Linked DNA regions of Zea mays: region 2 is linked to region 1. Evidence: chromatin contacts called from public Hi-C data. All regions are on one chromosome and are shown on one strand. Each heading gives the region's core, a stretch centred on a gene start, on an enhancer-like site or on the middle of the called end of the contact. The rest is flanking DNA. Distances are from core to core; before and after follow the strand shown. Region 1 holds the start of LOC100283878. Region 2 holds the start of LOC103654636.

The links. Hi-C and Micro-C count contacts between places; a contact is called where the count stands out from the background.
Region 2: a Hi-C map of tassel shows a contact between it and region 1, with 5 times the contacts expected there. The contact joins the promoter of LOC103654636 here to the promoter of LOC100283878 in region 1. A contact is called at or near these places in 2 of 25 Hi-C or Micro-C datasets (ear and tassel).

What each region holds. Positions count from the first base shown.
Region 1 is chr4:221,220,160-221,225,487 of Zm-B73-REFERENCE-NAM-5.0, forward strand. It overlaps LOC100283878, which reads left to right and starts at 2,221. Exons shown (of 5, transcript NM_001412596.1): 1 at 2,221-2,525; 2 at 3,040-3,114; 3 at 3,204-3,597; 4 at 3,682-4,295; 5 at 4,412-4,916. The coding sequence starts at 3,055. The coding sequence ends at 4,477.
Region 2 is chr4:221,488,563-221,493,890 of Zm-B73-REFERENCE-NAM-5.0, forward strand. LOC103654636 reads left to right here and starts at 3,298. Exons shown (of 14, transcript XM_020552840.3): 1 at 3,298-3,488; 2 at 3,701-3,786. The coding sequence starts at 3,421.

The sequences.
Region 1 (5,328 bases), core at 971-3,470:
ATTTGAAATAGGGGGAGACAATTTCAAATCTTAAAAATGCTTTGCAAACTCTTATTCATGTACCTTTGACTATTTGCAAAAGATCTTTGAAATGGATTTACAAAAAGAAGTTGCAAAAACAAAACATGTGGTGCAAACGTGGTCCAAAATGTTATATAAGAAAGAAACATTCCTTGCATATCTTGTAAGTAGTTATATTGGCTTAATTCCAAGTAACCTTTTCACTTACCTTTTACAAACTAGTTCAATTATGCACTTCTTTATTTGCTTTGGTTTGTGTTGGCATCAATCACCAAAAAGGGGGAGATTGAAAGGGAATTAGGCTTTCACCTAGTTCCTAAATAATTTTGGTGGTTGAATTGCCCAACACAAATATTGGACTGACTAGTTTGCTCTAGTGTATAAGTTATACAGGTGCAAAAGGTTCACATCTAGCCAATAAAAAGACCAAGTGTTGGATTCAACAAAGGAGCAATAAGGCAACCGAGGGCACCTCTGGCTGGAGGCACCGGACTGTCCGGTGTGCACCGGACAGTGTCCGGTGCGCCCGTAGACTTCGTTTTCTACCCTTCGCCAGAGGACTTCGACTTCAACCCTTCGCCCTCGGGAATTCGCGGAGGCCGGCGCACTATAATTCACCGGACTGTCCGGTGTGCACCGGACATGTCCGGTGCGCCAACGAACCGCGGCCTCCGGAACTCGTCAGCCTCGGGTTCGCGCGGCAGCCGCTCCGCTAAAATTCACCGGACTGTCCGGTGTGCACCGGACTGTCCGGTGAACCACGGAGCAACGGCTACTTCCGCGCCAATGGTCACCTGCAAGCGCATTTAATGCGCGCTCTGCGCGCGCAGTCGGCAGGCGCGCCCATACCGTTGCACCGGACAATGAACAGTTCATGTCCGGTGTACACCGGACATCCAGGCGGGTCCACATGTCAGAGCTCCAACGGTCAGAATCCAACGGCAACGATGACGTGGCAGGGGGCACCGGACTGTCCGGTGTGCACCGGACTGTCCGGTGCGCCATCGAACAGAGAGCTCCCAGCAACGGCCACATTTGGTGGTTGGGGCTATAAATACCCCAACCACCCCACATTCATTGCCATCCAAGTTTTCCACTTCTCAACCACTTACAAGAGCTAGGCATTCAATTCTAGACACATTCAAAGAGATCAAATCCTCTCCAATTCCACACAAAACCCTAGTGACTAGAGAGAGTGATTTGCCGTGTTCATTTGAGCTCTTGCGCTTGGATTGCTTCTTTTCTTTCTCACTTGTTCTTGAGATCACAACTCCATTGTAATCAAGGCAAGAGGCACCAATTGTGTGGTGGCCCTTGCGGGGAAGTTTTGATCCCGGCTTTGATTAGAGAAGAGAAGCTCACTCGGTCCGCGGGACCGTTTGAGAGAGGGAAGGGTTGAAAGAGACCCGGCCTTTGTGGCCTCCTCAACGGGGAGTAGGTTTGTAAGAACCGAACCTCGGTAAAACAAATCTCCGTGTCTCATTTGCTTATTCGCTTGGGATTTGTTTTGCGCCCTCTCTTGCGGACTCATTTATTATTACTAACGCTAACCCCGGCTTGTAGTTGTGTTTATATTTGTAAATTTCAGTTTCGCCCTATTCACCCCCCCTCTAGGCGACTATCAGGTATGCGCAGGGTGGGGCGAAGGCGTGGTCGAGCAGAGCACGCGGAACCTTCCATCCGCGGTCCAGGCAGAACCGTGCACCAGAATAAACTGTGGACGCCTACACTCTGCTCTTAAGGAGTAGTAGAGATAAAAACATCCCTAACATATCGCCGTTGATTCTTAGGAATAAATGGACGTGAATGAAATCATTAAAGAAATAGATATCAGTATGATTGCTTTCAATATAGGCTGATGGAGCCTATGAATGATCTATAACTATGTGATTGGATGTCTTAACTTGCGTAGCCAAGCTCGTATGAGCCTCTTTTACTGGGTACCACTAATTTCTATATATTAGATACAGTTAAATAAGTCTAAATTACATCGGTGCGTGCGTGCCAGTACGACTAGATGTAGTGAACTAAACACAGGTTAAGCTGTGATCAATGTATGTAGAGAGTCTGACTCTTTATATGCGGACAACTAAACACACGATAAGTGTCGAGAATGATTGAGGAAATATTGGTCGTTCCACGTGATTGAGTAAGAATGAGAGGGAAATAAAAGGATTTGGTGCGTTGGTTTTGAAGGCAGGATTTGGTTAGGATGGGTGGACGTTTGAAGTGATGAGTTTTTCAAGCGTATAGATTTTCTATTTGTCCTTTTTAATTAACTTTCTCCCAGCCGGGATGCGCGTATAAAAACCGGCGAAACCCTTGGCTCTCCTCATTCGGCCTATCACAACCACTTACTCTCGTGCGCTCTCCGTGGGAGCGAGGACTCGCGGCCGGCGGCAGCGGCAGGTTCTCCTAGATCTCCGGGTAAGCGGTGAAAGAAGAGGAGGTGTTGGAGGAATTAGTTCCGAATCTTTCTCCATTACGATTTTCGTGGCGTCGAGGTTAGTCTGAAGCACGCAGTTCAACCCATTCTTGCGCACAGTAGATCAGATCCGATTTGTTACTGCGGCATTCCGATTGCTGAGCTCTGGTTGCCGATTAGTTATCAACATAAGCCGCGGCCAAGCAGTTCTTACGGGGTCACAAGAAGAAGATGAACAGTTTGTCCATCTTGCCTCGCAAGGATAACCGCCCGCTAGTGCGTTTGTATTTGTTTGATTTCTGAAATATTCGATTTGGAGTGTCATTAACTGCCCTCGTAACGTGTTTTGACTGCAGAAACTGTGCCTGTTCTGTAGATTTAGATGAATCACAGTGTTGAGACAAGATTCATCTGAATCCTTTTGTTAAATTAGAAAATAGAGATGATCCAAGGTCCTGTCTCAGTGGATAGTGGTGTAGTGTGTTTTTGCCCTGTTTCCTTTGCTGAAAATGCAGCTAATACCAAACTTGCTGTTTCCTATTGAGATAGATATTCTGTTACTTATCCTTTGTCTCCTCGTGTTTTTGTTCCAGCATCATCAGTAACAAATGGCTGACGGTGAGGACATTCAGCCCCTTGTTTGTGACAATGGAACTGGCATGGTCAAGGTTTGTAGTTCTTGTTCATGCTGGTACTTCATATTCTGCAACCTTTTTCTGCTAATTTAATCACACGTTTTCTTACAAACTATTGGCAGGCTGGTTTTGCTGGTGACGATGCGCCAAGGGCTGTTTTCCCAAGCATTGTCGGACGCCCCCGTCACACTGGTGTGATGGTTGGCATGGGGCAGAAGGATGCGTATGTTGGTGACGAGGCCCAGTCCAAGAGGGGTATCCTGACTTTGAAGTACCCCATCGAACATGGTATTGTTAGCAATTGGGATGACATGGAGAAGATCTGGCACCACACCTTCTATAATGAACTCCGTGTGGCGCCTGAAGAGCACCCTGTGCTGCTGACGGAAGCCCCACTCAACCCCAAAGCTAACAGGGAGAAGATGACCCAAATCATGTTTGAGACCTTCAATGTTCCTGCCATGTATGTCGCCATCCAGGCTGTGCTTTCCCTGTACGCCAGTGGGCGTACAACTGGTAATGATTCTTTAACATGGTGACCAAATTTCATTAGGACTTCCCAAATTTTTCCATCTCAATTATGGATTGCTGTTCCTTCAGGTATTGTGTTGGACTCTGGTGATGGTGTCAGCCACACCGTGCCAATCTACGAAGGTTATGCCCTTCCTCATGCCATCCTGCGTCTTGACCTTGCTGGGCGTGACCTGACTGACAGCCTGATGAAGATCCTCACCGAGAGAGGTTACTCCTTCACCACCACGGCCGAACGGGAAATCGTACGGGACATCAAGGAAAAGCTTGCATACGTGGCTCTTGACTATGATCAGGAGCTGGAGAACGCCAAGAGCAGCTCATCTGTGGAGAAGAGCTACGAGCTGCCTGATGGCCAGGTGATCACCATTGGGGCGGAGAGGTTCCGATGCCCCGAGGTCCTCTTCCAGCCTTCCTTCATTGGTATGGAAGCTCCTGGCATCCATGAGACCACCTACAACTCCATCATGAAATGCGACGTGGATATCAGGAAGGACTTGTATGGTAACATTGTTCTCAGTGGTGGCACAACCATGTTCCCTGGCATCGCTGACCGTATGAGCAAGGAGATCACCGCCCTTGCCCCGAGCAGCATGAAAATCAAGGTGGTGGCTCCACCCGAGAGGAAATACAGTGTCTGGATAGGAGGGTCCATCCTTGCCTCCCTGAGCACCTTCCAACAGGTTAAAACCTTATAACACTTGTTATTTTCCAGTTGCTATGGCAAATATTCCAACCTTTCGGTAGTTCCAGTAAGCTCTTGGTTCTAAAAACATGCTCTCGTATTTATATGCTACAGATGTGGATCTCAAAGGCTGAGTACGATGAGTCAGGACCAGCGATTGTTCACCGGAAGTGCTTCTAAGCTCAAGGGCCCCCTTCGTCCCCATTCTATGTATTCCTTTCCTTGAGTGCTTTTCTTATAAGCTACTATGTTTGAGATTGCCGGCCTTTGAGCAGGCAATGTTGTTGGATCTGTATCTTGTGGATCACTACAATGCATGCGTTGCTCCATCTTCTTTTCATGCCAAGTTTGCTGTCATACTTGCTAGTGGGGAAAACAACAATGACAACAGTGGTGAGAACAGCAACCACAAAAAAAGAGAGGATGGAAATTATTGAAGTTCCTAGGATCGTATTGTAACTGTACTTGTGCGAGTAACATTATTGGTTCTCTTTGTATATCCATCTCTGAGACATGCAATTCTTTTTGATTGGTTTGCTACTTCTGTGAATGATTTCTGGGCACTAGTGGAGCTTTTGAATGGCAACTTCCCAGGGACTACCTTTGTGAGTCCCCACTGAATTTCATGTGCTGCTGCCTGCTAAAGTTGCTCCCATGTTACTGTGAAAAAGGTACCGCGTGGAGTGCATGAATTCTGGAACATGGGTTGCCGGTTGCCCAGTCCGAATGTCTGCGCCGAACATGGGCGGCTGCTGCTGCTGCTGCTCTGGCTGGACGGAGACGGACCAGACCATTTGCTCTTTCCAGCTTTCTTTCAGTACCCACGGAGTGATTATTTATGCTCCAAATGATGTCTTCTAATTGTGGCTTTTGGTTACACATGGTATGATATGAGCATTTGCAGCTGCCCTGCAGACGTACAGCTTGTTCGCTGCGGCTTGCTGCGGCTGCAATCCGGCTGCGGCTGCGGCTTCTACAGTATTTTTCTCTCTATGGATTGCAGCTGCAGCAATCCAAACAGCTGCAACAGT
Region 2 (5,328 bases), core at 2,048-4,547, 270 kb after region 1:
AAGTTGTACTTAACGAAACTGCAGTATTTTGTGTGTTTATGCTTTACCCAAATGTCTTGCTCGTGCAATTTTCTTGTACATACAGTGGGTTCCATAGACCATTTCTGATTCTCGAGTAACTTGTGTTGCAACAAACATATCGTTCACTTCGGACCTGTGCTCTTCGTTGGACAACTCCATGCGTGCAAACTAGAAAGAAATGCGCATAGTTTTCAGTCGAGTCTCAATCTGGCAACACGATTGCGGATTTTGCTCTCATACGCGTGATGAACTAACTGATTTGGCTTGTGCGCAAGAGCGAGCACGCAGGTTCAACATCTGGAGGATAGCAATGGGATGGGATTAATAACTACACGCAGCTTTCGCATTGAATAAAGTTGGTGTTACAACACTTCAGAACAGTAGAAGCTGCAACCTTTTTTTTTCCTTTCTTTCTTGGGACGGTGGACCTGCAGGATATTTTGAAGGCGCTAATGATGATGAAGAGGTCGTGATCAAGGCAATAAAACGACGCCATTTTTCCGTGCCTGATGGGGAAAAAAATGACAGTGTTTGTGTCTGTTCCAGCAGATCTACAGGCCGTTGCCGCTCTAGTGCGGCGGTTGGATGTGCTGTTTTTTCTTCTCCCACGTACGTGGTGCCCAGCAATTGTCGGATGGTACGGAAGACCCGAGTGGCTCCAAAAGACAGCGTAGCCGGATTAAAGCTGTATCTCGCTGATTATGGTCTCTCTCATCTTGGGCCTTTTACTCATAACCTCACTAACCCTCTTACTTTTGGCGTCGTCAGGGCCTGCGGGCTCTGCTGCAGGTTCACCTGCCACACATGGAGCCTGGTTTACAAGAGGCAAAGAGTAAGAGGTGGTTTCTGACTTTGTATTTTGCCTGGGCACGGGCATCTTCATTCGTCGTCAACTCGCCATTATCGTCGTCATCATGGCCACTTTTTCGTCAGTGTCTGTCTGTACACGGCGAGAAGAGAGGAGAGGTGATGGCGTGACGGCATGCGGCTGCCTGATGCCCAGTCCCAGAGCCGCAGCTGCCTGCCTGTTCTTCGTGTTCCTTCTTCTGTTGGTCGTCTGTGGTCTCCATTGCTCTGGTGATCTGTCTCGCTTTTCCAGCTGGCTGGTGATGCTGCGGGGGAAGAGGACGGCAAGCCTCGTGTGTGTGATGCAGGCGCAGGTGAGGTCGGCTGCAGGCTTCTCACCTGCCGCCGCTGCTGCAGCGTGCGTGGCGACCCCTTTGGTGGTCCCGTTCCCACATTGTTGGGCCTGGGTCTGGGCGTCACCGGTGCGTCATGCTCGCGTCACCTTGCTGGGACGTGCTGGCTGGATCTTCCCGTTCCTTTGGCACATACATCCCGGGAAGGATTTTAATTGATTTTTTTCCCTTCAAATTTTGGTTACAAGGAAGATATTCAGGGCCCTCTGCCAGAGTTGAAAATCGTTTTTCATTACTGATTTCTGAGATAAACTACGGGCCGCTTTGGCAGGGCTCTGGCTTCTCCAAAAACGGCTTTGGCTCTGGCTCACGAGGTGAAGCCACTTCTTTAGATGAGCCAAAGCCATTCTGAAAAATCATTTGGCAAAACGGCTTATAGATTGTTTTTCAGAAAGACCCTTGTATAGTTTACTTTTTACGTGGTCGATCTCTCCTGTACGTGGCTAGGGATTGAGGGCAGGACCAAAAAAATTAATTTGGACTGGTGGGAGGGCTATTGTGCAAAAATGACGTGAGCTGAAAAAAAATTAATTATTTTTTTAGCTCATGTCCTCTAGTTCATTTTGGAAAAGCACTTCACTGGTGAAGCCATTTGAAAAAAAGGTGTTTGGCACAACTTTTGCATGAGCCAGAGCCGAAGCTGAAAAATAAGCCCTACCAAAGGGGCCCTACTTGTACGTTCTACCCCTACATTTAAGCAAGCTAATTCCAGTGCTATTTTTAGATGGATTATGATTAAATACAATGATACTCGTACTAGTTGCATGGAGGTCGATCAGATTCAAATCAGGTCAAGGTTGGCCGTGGGTTATTTGGTAGGCCTATACTCGACCCATGTCTAATGTCAAGTTGGGTCGGCTCGCGCTTCCCTAGGGATGACAATGGGTACCCGAAACTCGAACCCGATGGATAAAAAGCCTACTAGGGTACGGGTATGGCGGATTTTGATACCTATGGATATTTTATTGGGTCATTTGTTATGCCCATCGGGTACAGTGGGCATGTGTATGTTCTCTGTTGCCCCATAACCGCTACTCGATGGGGAACCCGCTAATATATTCAAATATTAAGTATTGTGTATTGAACAATTAGATTTGAAGACATGATTTTGTCCACAGTTTTGTAGAATCAATGCTATGTTTTGTGTGATTTGAAGGCATGATGTTGCCATTTAATTTTGAATATTTGTTGAACCTGTGATAAAATTATGTTGGGTTCGATACATTTGTTATGCTGGTATTTATTTTTGCGATTCAAATGATCATGTCTATCGTAATGTTAATGAGTATGTGTATCTGATGGGTACCCGCTACCCATGGTGGGTATGAGTATGGCGTAATTTTGTAACCATGATGGGTAGTGGGTATGGGTATGAGTCAATTTTTTCCTAGTGGGTATGAGTATGACTTCGTATGCCCACGCTTCCCTATTGGACATGTCAGATCGGTTTTTTTTTTTGGCTTTGAGCCGTTTTTTGGATTGGGTCAAGTTTTGGGTCAAAAATCAATAATTGTACCTCGCTGGTTGGACTCCTTTTCCCTTATGATCAAATGTTTTTTAACGCGACAGCCACAAAATAGCTCAATTTTTTGGTCATATATGTTTTGTACTTATGTTTATGCTTCATTTCATTTGATTAATTTTAGTGACCGAATAAATTTCTTTGTATTGGATCGATGGCTTGGCCCGTGGGCTAGCACGGTCACAAATGAGGTTGTGCTTTAGCAGGCCATACTATGATGTGCTTGCCAGCCCAGATGTATGTACATGAATATATTCCTAAATAATGATGAGCCTCTCAAATGTTATAGCACTAGTGTTAAGATACCTACAACGGAGCATGGATATAAACGTGCAAAATATTGTTTTGTACACTGTTTATATAGTGAAGTTTTGAATAGTAAGTGAGATATATAGTGTGAGAGGAAGGTTGGTGGCCTCATCGTAATTCAAGAAGATTTTTCCACGAATGGGCCTGCCGATGCGAGCTGCTAGGGTATTTAGGCCCACTAATGAGTCCGTCCGACCATTGTGGTTGGCTTAGAAATATTTGCCGGACACCAAGGGGCCAAGAAAAAGAGGAGGTCGCTTGCGTGGCCGCGCGACAAGGCGTACGGGGAGAGGGAAGAGGGGTGGCCGGTCTCGCCGGCGTCGATTCGCCGCCGTGTGGCGATCCCTGCACGGACGTCGGTCGGTCGCCATGGAGACGGCGCATGAGGTGGCCATTTACATCGACCGCTTCCACAACCTGGACCTGTTCCAGCAAGGGTATCAAGGATTCGGAGAGAGACCAAAAAAAAAAAAATCCCCAGTCCCTTTCTTTTTTTCCCTTTGAAGAACATGTTAACTTTCTCGTATTTTTTTAACGGCATTCGTTTTTCGACTCCCCTCGATGGGTAGAAAAAGATATGCATTGCATTGTTTGTCGATTTGGAGAGCAAATATTTTTGGCCTTTGATTTTTTTTTTGTTCGCATGCAGATGGTACCGCGTGAAGATTAGTGCCCTGTGGGAGGATGACGAGAATCGAGCACCCATCTCGCCGGCCAGGGTCACGCAATACGAAGGTGCGAATTCACCTTTCTTGATGCAGATATATAAAAAATAATAATAATCCATTCTTCATTCTGTTCCGCAGAAAATATGTCGCCATGATTTGACATGTAATATAATCTGTTCTGTTCTACTCTATATAGACGATTTGACACGCAATGACATGCGATTTCACCTCTTGTTTATCAAAAAAAAAAACACATGAACCACACCATCATTACGACGGATAGAGAGCTAGCTAGCTAGCTGATTACGAGGAAGGATGGGATAGTTCCTTCTGATTCTGAAGTTATTTTTTTTAAACAAACCGGCAAGAGAGGTCCCCACTGTGTTAAAAAGAAGGGGTTGCCCAGACAAGCACTGTACAAAACGCACCAATTATACAATTAAGTACAGAAGGGAAAAAAATACCTCCGACAGAGGAGCGACGGGTCAAAAAACACGGACGGTGGTGGTTCAAGAGGTTATCATTGTGCTCTGCTCCCAGCCTCCCACCATGATCCAAACTCTCACCTCGTCCTTGATTTTCTAAAGCACCGTAAAGTTTGCGGCCAAGCATTCAGGTGCAAATCAGAATTTGCTGTCCAGACGGCGATTTTGATCCATAGTCGTTTAGTGAACTGTAAGTCTCTGAAAAGGTGCCGGCCTGATTCCACATGTAGCCTACATAGTGGGCAGATCCCTTTGGTTTGGGCACGTCTAGGCTTCTAATATGTGAACGGTCCAAATTCGGTTCTGAATTGCAAGTCACCTCAAGAATTTACATTCAAACGGAGCCCAGGGTTTCCATATTATGGCTTCAAAATTATAGCGGGTTGCGCCTATAAACTGGGCCTGGTAAGCCGAAGAAGCAGAGTACTCTCCATTTTCCTCAAATTTCCATGTAGCGTGCCATTCTTAGTAGGATGTTGCGCCTCAGTCTCTTGCCATAGGCGTGATGTACTCGGCAAATGTTGGGCAGAGAAGTTTCGATGCTGAAGGTTGATGTCGTGTATCCAATTGTTGGCAGTCAAGTCTTGGTGCAGTGTTCTGTTTCTTCTCGTGGAGATGAAAGAGAGAGATTTGGGGAAGAGTCCAGGATGGTAAGGATCAATTAGGGTCATGCGGTTTCCTTGTTTAGGAGGTTTTCTTTTGCCTCTGGCTCTTCCCCTATATATGTAACAACACTCTACTCTATCAATATAGACACAATTCCTGCATTCTACTTCACTCACATGGTATCACTAGTCTAGGTTTTTTCCCTGCCGCTTCCGCTTCTAGCGTGTTGTTCTTCAGCGCTGCTCCATGGCCGCTGCCATCTCAGGCATCGAGTCCGATCCCCTTGTTGTCCCACTGTTGAGCACCAATTTGAGCGCGGACGGTGCAGCCCTGAGACCGGACGGTCCGCGCGTGCGCAGAGCAGATTAGGGTTCCGAGTTTTGTGCTAAGGTTGTTAGCTAGATTCGTGGAATTAGCTCGGGAAATTAGTTTGTAAAGGGTCCAGCCCCCCTCCTATATAAATAGAGAGGTATACTGCCGATTTGTAAGAATCAATCGAATCAATAATACTTCTATCT